2 separate regions of the Canis lupus genome follow, and region 1 is linked to region 2. A link is a contact called in public Hi-C data. All regions are on one chromosome and are shown on one strand. The core of a region is the stretch at or near the end of the contact, and the rest is flanking DNA. Distances in the headings are between cores, read along the strand shown.

Region 1 (4,993 bases), core at 1,738-4,237, 250 kb before region 2:
GGTGCCCCAAGTAGAGGTTTTTAAAGTGCTTAGAAATATAAGTATTTATTAAAGAAAATCTTTGTGAAGTAAAATAAAAATTAGATTTAATGAGTGCTTCCAAAGTCCTTTCTCATAAAATTATGGCTTACTGTATGATAAACAAAACAATGAAACAAGATTTTATGCAAATTATAGCTCATCATTTTTGATGATTTTGAGCCAGATGGCAGCAGTCATTTTAATTTTGGGATAGTACCTTACTTTTGGATTTGGTGATGAATGGCTTGCAAAAGCCCATCTTCAAATGCCATCCACACAGAAATGTAACTAACACACCACCAGCATAAGGCCTGCATTATAAGACAGACTGCAGAAATTTGGTCCTTATTCTATTCCCAAATGTTCACTTGAGCTAAATTTTTAGTGATCTAGGTCCTTGTCATTGAACTTGTGTGTTTTTACGTTGATCAGATAAGGTGGCAATGCTTTAGGGCTCATATGTGCTCTAGCTCTTTGAGAATCATTGTGGCTTTTGTGGCACACCATGTAGAAGAGGTCTGGAGTGTAGAAACCCTTCAGTGTTAACCAAGCATAACTCATCACCTTGGGCCTGAAGCCATCTTGATGAACCACTGCCAAAGGTCCACTCTGTTTGGCTTCAGCCGCCCTTTTGCCTTCAACTTCTCATATTTTACAACTGTTGCTTTCTCATTCAAGACTTTTCTCATCTCCCAGGAGAAACGCACACATTCTGAAATTGTCAATATGTGATCACACGTTCTGTATGCTGCAGAAATGAAGTATGCAGATATACAGTCACAGATATACAGTCACAGGCGAATCATAACATCCCTCAAGATGTTACACCAGACATGTTCGTATGCTGTTGGAGTTTCTCACAGCAAAATGAGCTCAACCAAATTATGTTTACCGGAAACACTTTTTTGGTGCCATATTTAATAATTTTAAATACAGGGGTCTTAACTGAAGACACAATTACTCAAACTTTTCCTTCAATGTTATAACACTATTCCACTGAGGTTGACCAGACTGGAGTGAACAATGGTACCTCTTAAGTCTATCACCAGTAGCATCTACCAATGAGAGGCTCATTTGCAAGGTAGGCTGTCTTTAAGAAGGCGGGGTGGTGGCTGCTGAATGAGTAGTAGAGGAAGTGAGCTCACTTCTCTGGCCAGGGCTTTCTAGATCAAAATTTAATGTTTTACTCAACCTGGGCCAGACTCTGTGTTTGGGGAAAATGAAATTAGAACACAGTGAGAGTCAGGACACTGAGTTCAGAGGGCGCTGGATAGTCTGGGGCAGCCATTTTTTCTACATATATGACGGAACAGACAAAACTGATCCATGGAGAAGAGAGAAGCAGATGTGCAGGGAGAAGACAGGTCCTTTGGCAAGACAGTGAAAAGCAAGGAGAGACTGAGGTTGCTTTGGTCCCTAAGTGTTCTTATTCCTAGGTCTTCCAAAAGGCTGAGAGGCTTCCTGCCCTTACATTCTGTGGAAGAGTCTTGAGTCTTTCCAGTAGAGTGTCCTTCCTCCCCTTTGTTTTATGTTGAGTGGTTTCTTCTTTTTCCACCAAATAATCCTCGGTCAAAAGGGTCAAGGCAGAACCCAGTGAAGGGAGGAACCAGGGAACCAACTATTGGGTTTGCCTGGGTCCTGCTCTCTCACAAACCTGTCCTTTCAGACGGGCTACCTGGTGGTGTGGCAGGATCGGCCTTTCCTTTTAGGTAGGTATGGGTCCTGGGCTGAGGAAGCCAGGTTATCACAGATCTGTCATTCAGTAGTCAATTCCATAAATATCTAGAGGGCGTCTTTCCCATGCCAATACACTTGGGAGGCACCGGAGAAATCTAGATTAATAATATTCAGTCTCTCTTCTCTAGGACATTGGTGTTAAGAGACTAAGCTACAGAGGATCCCTGGGTGGCGCAGCGGTTTAGCCCCTGCCTTTGGCCCAGGGCATGATCCTGGAGACCTGGGATTGGGTCCCATGTCAGGCTCCCGGTGCATGGAGCCTGCTTCTCCCTCTGCCTGTGTCTCTGCCTCTCTCTGTGACTATCATATATAAATAACAATTAAAAAAAAAAAGAGAGAGAGAGACTAAGCTACGTGTTTGCTGTTTGCCTCCATCAGATGGGGAGAAAAGTGCCTTTGAATCCTATCAATTTTTAAAAATATTTTTCCCTTGTGTTGTGTGGCTCATGTTCTAAGGAGACCCCTTAAGAAAATTTAAAACCCAGAATTTAGAAGTTAGTCTTTTCTCTTTTTTTTCCTAAAGATTTTATTGGTTTATTCATGAGAGACACAGAGACAGAGACAGACACAGGCAGAGGGAGGAGCAGGCTCCCCGTGGGGATTCAGGTGCGGGCCTCGGTCCCACGGCCCCGGGATCGCGCCCAAGGCGGAGCCCCCAGACCCCCGAAGTGAGTTCTTTGGAAGAGGACGCCAGGGGGTTTGGGCAGAGCCTCGCCACCCGTCACTCACACGGAATATCCCGGTGTGTCAGGGCCTCACTTAGAGTTTTCGGCCGGACAACCCTGCAGATGAATCGCAACCGAACTCTCCTTTGCCTTGGCCGCGGGTTCAGTTTCTCGCCTCAAAAAAAAAAAAAAAAAAAAAAAAAAAAATCGTATCCAGCGCGGCCCTTGTGTCCCTGCCAGGGAGCCGGGGTCTGCAGGCGCTCTGGAAGCCGCGGGGGCAGGTGCGGAGGCCCCGCCCCGCCCCGCCCAGGCCCCGCCCCGCCCCGCCCCCGCCCCGCCCCGCGGCCGCGGCTCCCCCCACGCGAGGAGAAGCCGGGGGACCGGGACGCAGGGCCGCTGGAGGCAGCAGCAGCAGCAGAGGAGGCCGCGGGCGCAGACAGAGGGCGCCAGCCCTGCCGCGTCCCCGGCCCGCTGATGTCTCCAGCTCTGTCTCCCTCTGGTGACCGCCTCCTGCACCGCCGGGGCCGCCGCCCTGGTTGTTCTAGAAGCTGTAGCCCGCACGGATGACCATGCTCAGTCTCCTTCCCTCCGCAGACTCCAATCGGGGCTTCAGGGGGACTTCAGGGGGGCCCAGCGGGGCCAGCACCCCCCCCCCCCACCAGCACCGGGCGCGGTCCCGGAGCCCCCTGCACCTGCTTCCCGCAGAATCAGGGCCAGGCAGAGGCTGCCGGAGGCCCGGAGGCCCGAGCAAGACACCCCTTCCTTGGCGCGTGCACAGCTCACGTGGCTCTGGCCGTGGGAACCCCCCCAACTGGGATGGATGAAGACACTCTTGTCTTTGGGGACCAGCCAGAAGCCAACAAGCCAGAAGCATTAGCAGAGGAGGCAGCAGCTAGGGAAGGGGGTGGTGGTGGTGGTGGATCCTGTGTAGTAGGAGGCCAACTCCTTGTGGGAATTCACAGTATTTTCCTTATCGGGCCCTAGGTGCTACAAAGCATAGGGAATACGTCTAAAAAACTCCTCAGATCCCGGTCACCAGAAGAATTTAGACATTTCCATCTCAGAGGGATTCCAGAGTCTGGCTCTTGGGGTCAGATCCTGATCCCTCCACTTTCCAGCTTGTTTGGTTGTGGGCTTCTCTGAGCCTTGGCGTCCTCCTCTCTAAAATGGGACTAAGCTTGTTCCCCGCCCCCCAGCGTTCTTGGGAGGGTTAAATGAGATCATCCACAGGAAGCCTCTAGGGGGGATCCCTGGGTGGCGCAGCGGTTTGGCGCCTGCCTTTGGCCCAGGGCGCGATCCTGGAGACCCGGGATCGAATCCCACGTCGGGCTCCCTGCATGGAGCCTGCTTCTCCCTCTGCCTATGTCTCTGCCTCTCTCTCTCTCTCTGTGTGACTATCATAAATAAATAAAATTCAAAAAAATATTAAAAAAAAAAAAAAAGGAAGCCTCTAGGATGCGCTGCTGCAGAGGAAGCCCCGCTGCAGAGGAAGCCCCCAGCATATGTTACTTATTATTAACTCCAATGCAAGTTGAGCTTTTTACTCTCCAAGGAGGTTTGAACCCAGCATCAAGGGAGAAAGCTTGCTAAACATACAGTAATTTTGGAAGCAACGGGGTTAGCAGGAAGGAAGCTTGCATTTCTTTAAAAAGAAAAGAAAAGAAAAAGTGGTATTCCGAATTAGCTGCATATTGGAATTGCCTGGGGAGCTTTAAAAAAATGTCAGAACATGGGCTCCGCCCTCTGAGGTCCTGATGAAACTGGTCTGGGGTGTGGCCTGACATTGAGATTTATAAAAGCTCCCCAGATGATGAAAATATGCAGTCAAGGTTGGGAGTTCACCGCCTTAGGAGTATCTTTCTATATACTTGCATGATGTGAGGTTGTTTTTTAAACATTTTTTATTAAAAAAAACTTTTCTTTTGCAACTTCATGCAAAATCTGCTAAGGTGTACATGCTAAAAGACGATTTTATTTTGAAGATTTTAAATTATTTATCTGAGGGAGAGAGAGCACAGGTGGGGGGAGAATGAGGGACAAGCAGACTCCCGGCTGCATGCAGACTCCAAAGCAGGGCTCGATCTCATGACCCTGAGATCATGACCTGAGCCGAAATCAAGAGTTGGATACTCAACTGACTGATCCACCCAGATGCCCCTAAAAAGCAGTTTTTAAGAACAGAGTATTTTTTAAAAAGATTTATTTATTCATGAGAGACACAGAGAGAGAAGCAGAGACATAGGCAGAGGGAGAAGCAGGCTCCCTGTGGGGAGCCTGATGTGGGACTTGATCCCAGGACCTCAGGATCATGATCTGAGCCACAGGCAGAAGCTCAACCACTGAACCACCCAGGCATCCCAAGAACAGAGTATTTTTGAAGTTAGAGCAGCTTGACTGACTTTCAAGGATTAGGTCAAACAATGGGAACAGACAGGTTAAGTCCCACCAAGTATTTTTGTAAATCGTGAGGCTCTTTAGGACCATAAACATATCCCCATTCTCTTGAAATCCCCCTCACTTACACACAGGATGGAAGTCCACTGCTGTGCCCTGGAGAGCTTAACCCTGGG
Region 2 (4,942 bases), core at 1,380-3,879:
GAAATGAACAAGGTCTCGTAGTAGTTAGAAAATTTCTAAGTATGAAGTTTTCATGGGCTTCAAACTCTTAATTTGTTTTGTATTCTCTGCCCCTCAGTTATGTGAAAACACATGGCTGTGAAAAAAGATGTCAGGGTTCTGCAGAAAGTAGAAAACATGCAAAAAGATTTTTATTGGCAAAATAAACAAATTAGCATGGGGGGGTGAATGGAGTTCGGAGTTGAAGATTTGTGATTTTAAACATAAATTGCATACTGTGTTTCTGGGAAAGAGTCCGTATTGTAAAAATGGGGATTCTTCCTGAAAGAATGTTCATTTCGATTCGATACAAATTAATATCGTAGCAAAATTACTTATGCGATTTGACACACTTGATTCTAGAATTCATGTAGAAAAAGAAAGCAGAAGACCTGGAAAAATTGTGGAAAAGAGTCTTTGCCAGACATCAGAATATACTGGAAATGCATAGTTTTTCAACAGCGTGATAATGTTGCAGAGATAGCAAAGTAGATCAGTGCAGCAGAATGGCACATCAAAAATGGACACATTTATAGATGAGATAAAATAATAAATGATACTGGAACACTTCATTGAAGAAAAAGTTAGATCCTTACTATATACCATATAATCATGAAATCACAGGTGATTTGAGGGCCAAATAGAAAAGCTAAACGTTTTTAGAAGAAATTGAAGAGTCAGGGCACCTGGCTGGCTCAGTCACACTCTAGAGCATGTGATTCTGGATCTCAGAGAAGCTCAAGCCCCACGATGGGCATGGAGCCTATTAAAAAAAAAAAAAAAGAAGAAGAAGAAGAAGAAGAAGAAAAAGAAATTTAAGATTCAGTGTAATCTTGGGGCAGGGGGAGTGGAGAGGGCTTTTAAGCTTGACATCATATTCAGAAAGCATAAAGGAAAAGTCTAGCATACTTTACCACATTCAGATGTTTAACTGCTTTCTGGTAAGATGTCTTTCTTCCAGATACAGCACTGCCTACTGCCGGATTTAGAGGAGGCCCACAGAGCTCTCTTTAACCTCCCTCAACACTTGACACTATGGTGCAGAAAGGAAAGGACTGAGCACCACGTGCCCCTAAACCTAAGTGAGGAAGTCCCCACACGCTCTAGGGCAGACCCACAAAACGATAAGTGGTCCTGGAATACTGCCTCCCCTCACACGAATCCTTCTTTAGTTGGAAATGGGAACAGCCATTCTCTAAAAGACCATCAGTACTAATCTGCTTAGGAATGATATCCATTTATTGATACATTTTATCCAGAAACCCAAGCTTTCCCACGCATCATGGAAACTCTTATCCACAGACAGATCCGGATATTCCTTAGTCGCACTTTAACAAACCTCCACGTATCCATGCTCTCCCACTACCTAATTTGCAGAATCCAGTGCAAAACGAAAACGTGGGGCTCCTTGTCCAAAAAATGAGTAAGGACTTTATGTTAACAGTGAACGTTAAGGCAAGCGTGGGTCCCTTCTTTGTGTAGATTATATACTCATGAGACTGTTCTCTGTCCCCAAACCCTTTCTTTATTACTTCATAGTCTGTTATCAGCAAAAAGTAACCTCGATTTCTTCTCTAAATGTTGAAAAGAATTCTTCATTCTCCAACTCATTCTTAGCTGTCTCCTCAGGACACTGCCAGATTCCCAGAGCCTACCTACTGTGGTGCCTGGCTCTTTATTCCCCCCTGCTCTCGCTTTTGAGAACTTTCTCTTCCTTTAACAAAACTCTGGTGTCTGGGGTGCCTGGGTGGCTCAGCGGTTGAGGTCTCCCTTTGGCTCAGGTCCTGATCCCAGGGGTCCTGGGATCAAGTTCCTCATCAGGCTCCCCCCCCCCACCCCCCCCCCCCAGGGAGTCTGCTTCTCCCTCTGCCTATGTCTCTGCCTCTCTCTGTGTGTCTCTCATGAATAAATGAATAAAAACCTTTGGGAAAAAAAAAAACCCACGACACTCTGGTTTCTTTCAAACCTGTGCCATCCATCCACATCACCTGCTGCCTCTCCTTGTTGAGCTCATCTGCATACTCCCCTCTTTGTCCAGCCAGCACAGGACGCCAAATAGATGCCCCCCAAAGTCGATCAACTTCGTGTGCATCTTGGAAACAAAACGAAACCCTTGGGTAGAACACAAATTCGACTTGCCAACTGCACAATAAGAGCAGGCACAGTTTAAGCCAAGCGGCCGTCCCTCCCGCATCACTCGCAAGACCTGGATGTTTGCGTTCTATGCTCTGTGTAGGTTTTGTCAGAGAACCGGCCAAAACGTGGCCTTGCTACGAAGCCAAGTTGGTATTTATACCCTAAATATTTACGATTCCTTTTAAAAGTTGGCAAGGGGAGGAGATGACGGAGCCCCTCGACAGGACTTCAGCAGAAAATGCATGCCCCTTTTACATTTGCCGCTGCAGGAGGCAGAACCCGGGGCGCCCGGCCTGCGCGCAGGGCTTCCAAATACTGCCCTCTGCTGGCCAGAGCGCGCACTGACGGCGCGGGGCCGAGGCTGCTTAGGGACGCGGGGGCGCCCCGCAGGCCCGGGCTGCAGCCGCCGCTGCACGGACAAGCGCGGGAGCCCAACGCGAGGAGGGCGTCCACGGCTCCCTAACCTTGACGTCGCCCACCCCGCGTGCCGCCTCCGTCTTGTCCAGAGCCCACCCGAAGAAAGACAGGCAAGCCGGACAACTCGCCGACCTGCTTTCGCACCCTCCGCCGGCCCAGGGCTTGGGAGAGCGAAGCCGCCGAGCCGCCGAGTCACCGTCGCCCCGGCCCCTCCCCTCCTCGCGCAGGATTCCCGCCCGCGCCCTTCATGCTGCTTCCCCCGTTGCTCTGACCGCGGTGCCGGCTGCTGTCCCCGGAACCTCCACACGCAGCAGAGGGGCCCTTGAACCCCGGGAGCCTTCCCTGATGGCACCAGGGCTCTGCCGTCTGTCCTTCATTGCGAAAAGGTAGGTGGAAGGGACACCTGGGTGGCTCGGCGGTTTGACGCCTGCCTATGGCCCGGGGCGTGACCCTGGGGTCCCGGGATCGAGTCCCGCGTCGGGCTCCTGCGTGGAGCCTGCTTCTTTCTCCCTCTGCCTGTGTCTCTGCCTCTCTCCCTGTGTGTCTCTCATGAATAAATAAAGAAGATCTTAAAAATAAAAATGAAATGAAATGTAGGTGGAATTGCTTTGCCATCTGCTGAATCAGGGGTCCTCTCTCTAGAAAAGCCCACGTTGGTCATAGGAGTTGGGAAGGACGCATGTTTAAAAAAAGAAGAGAAAGAGCCACTTTACTCAGAGCAAGTAACTAAAATGTGAACTTTGATAACTTCTTTTGTAGTTGATGCCACCGTCTAACGGGCCTGCAGTCGCCTTTATCACGGTCAATGTCACTTACCAACATACAGGCTGAGAGCTCCCCAGTGCCCTCGGCGGGCGGCACATCTAGGGGATGCCAACACGGGCTGGGGCTGCTTACGGCCAGAGGTGACCACCACCAGGCCCACAGCCTGCAGCGGCACAGGGAGAAACGTGTTAGTTGGCACGCCAATCGCGGGCACACTGATTAGATAGCTGTGGTCTAGAAAATGCACCACATTTAGGCAAAGTTGCAAGCCTTATCACATTATCAGGAAATCCTGGGGACAAACTCCAGGGAGTAACAAGGAAAAACAAGCCAACTGTGAATGCAAACAAAACATACCGAGTTCTACAATTGGAGCGGGCCACGCTTCCTGTGGGTTTCTTTCCTGGGGTGTCCTTCGGGGCCCTCACTGCCTCCACCTGCTCATTCTCTCAGGGCCAGCTCCAGAGTCCGCCGGCTTTGAGGTCTTCCTAACCATGCCAGCTCCCTGGTCTGATTCGGCTGCAGGAGTCAGAGCCTGAACACCACTGTTTGCATGAGGACACGCAGGCTTGGGATGTTCAGGTCCATTTCCTTGGAGCATGTTTAATCCTCTACCCATGATCTCCTGCCTTTCAGGGTTGCATGCTCCCTTGCTGGCCAGAATAACCAAGATCTAAGCTCTCATTAGGTGATGTCAGAAATCCTCGACCTCCTCACAGCTGACCCAGAGCATTAGTGGAGAGACTCACCTGCCTCGGCTGCTGCTCCTAACCGCAGCTGGGCACGCTCTGTGCAGGCCCCAGGGTTTCCTTGCTCTGTTTGCATGGACATCAGCTCCTCTCTTATTTTACAGCTCCACCCCACCCCCCATCAGAGCCAACAACAAGGCAGCAGGAAGGCTTGAAGATACACAATAGGAATGAAAATGCGTGCAAGAAGTCTCTAGAACTTAGGAACAGTGACCACTGCTTCCACACCCCGCAGCCATCTCCCAATGCACAGAGTTCCCTACCAGTTGTTTCTCACCTCTGTCTGCCTTGTGGACACGATGCTGTGAATTCAGTCCCTCCTCACACAAGTGGGAGGCCCCCCGGACCCAGTTCTGAGTCCAGAACTTCAATTTCATTTCTGTCCAGCTCTAGCTCCAGAGGATGAAACATAATAAAAATTCCCCAAAGTCGGAGCTCTGTCCACTATGAAGGCAGCCATTCCCATTTCTTTACAAAACTGTGTCTCTCTTCTTCGTGGCAACCACCGTCGTGAGACTAAAGCCAGGCTAAGCTTTGTATATTAAAAGTGCCCCTTAAGGAGTTTCCTCAGACAATAAACAAACAAAAAAAAATCTTTCCTTCCAGTATTAAATGATGCTGCTGGCATTCCTGATATGTGAATATGGCTGAAATTTTTTATTTCATTTATTTTTGTAAATATTTTGTTTAAGGGGAGCCTGGGTGGCTCAGTCATTTCCAAGCGTCTGCCTTTGGCTCAGATGGTTATCTCAGGGTCATGGGATCCAGCCCCAGGTAGGCCTACCTGCTCAGCAGGGTACCTGCTTCTCCATCTCCCAACCTCACCCCCAGTTCATGCTCTGCCTTGCTTTCTTGCT

The links. A called contact is a pair of places that touch in the nucleus more often than the background predicts.
Region 1: a Hi-C map of amygdala shows a contact between it and region 2, with 7 times the contacts expected there. The contact joins two enhancer-like sites. A contact is called at or near these places in 2 of 9 Hi-C or Micro-C datasets (amygdala and skin fibroblasts).

The regions. Positions count from the first base shown.
Region 1 is chr11:12,300,490-12,305,482 of UU_Cfam_GSD_1.0, reverse strand. No RefSeq gene overlaps it. Among named protein-coding and RNA genes, the nearest start is that of SNCAIP, 180 kb to the right of the region's middle. Within about 2 kb of position 2,987, at least 7 of the 20 cell types and tissues checked have an H3K27ac peak or open chromatin away from gene starts, as enhancers often do.
Region 2 is chr11:12,045,563-12,050,504 of UU_Cfam_GSD_1.0, reverse strand. No RefSeq gene overlaps it. Among named protein-coding and RNA genes, the nearest start is that of SNCAIP, 74 kb to the left of the region's middle. Within about 2 kb of position 2,629, at least 5 of the 20 cell types and tissues checked have an H3K27ac peak or open chromatin away from gene starts, as enhancers often do.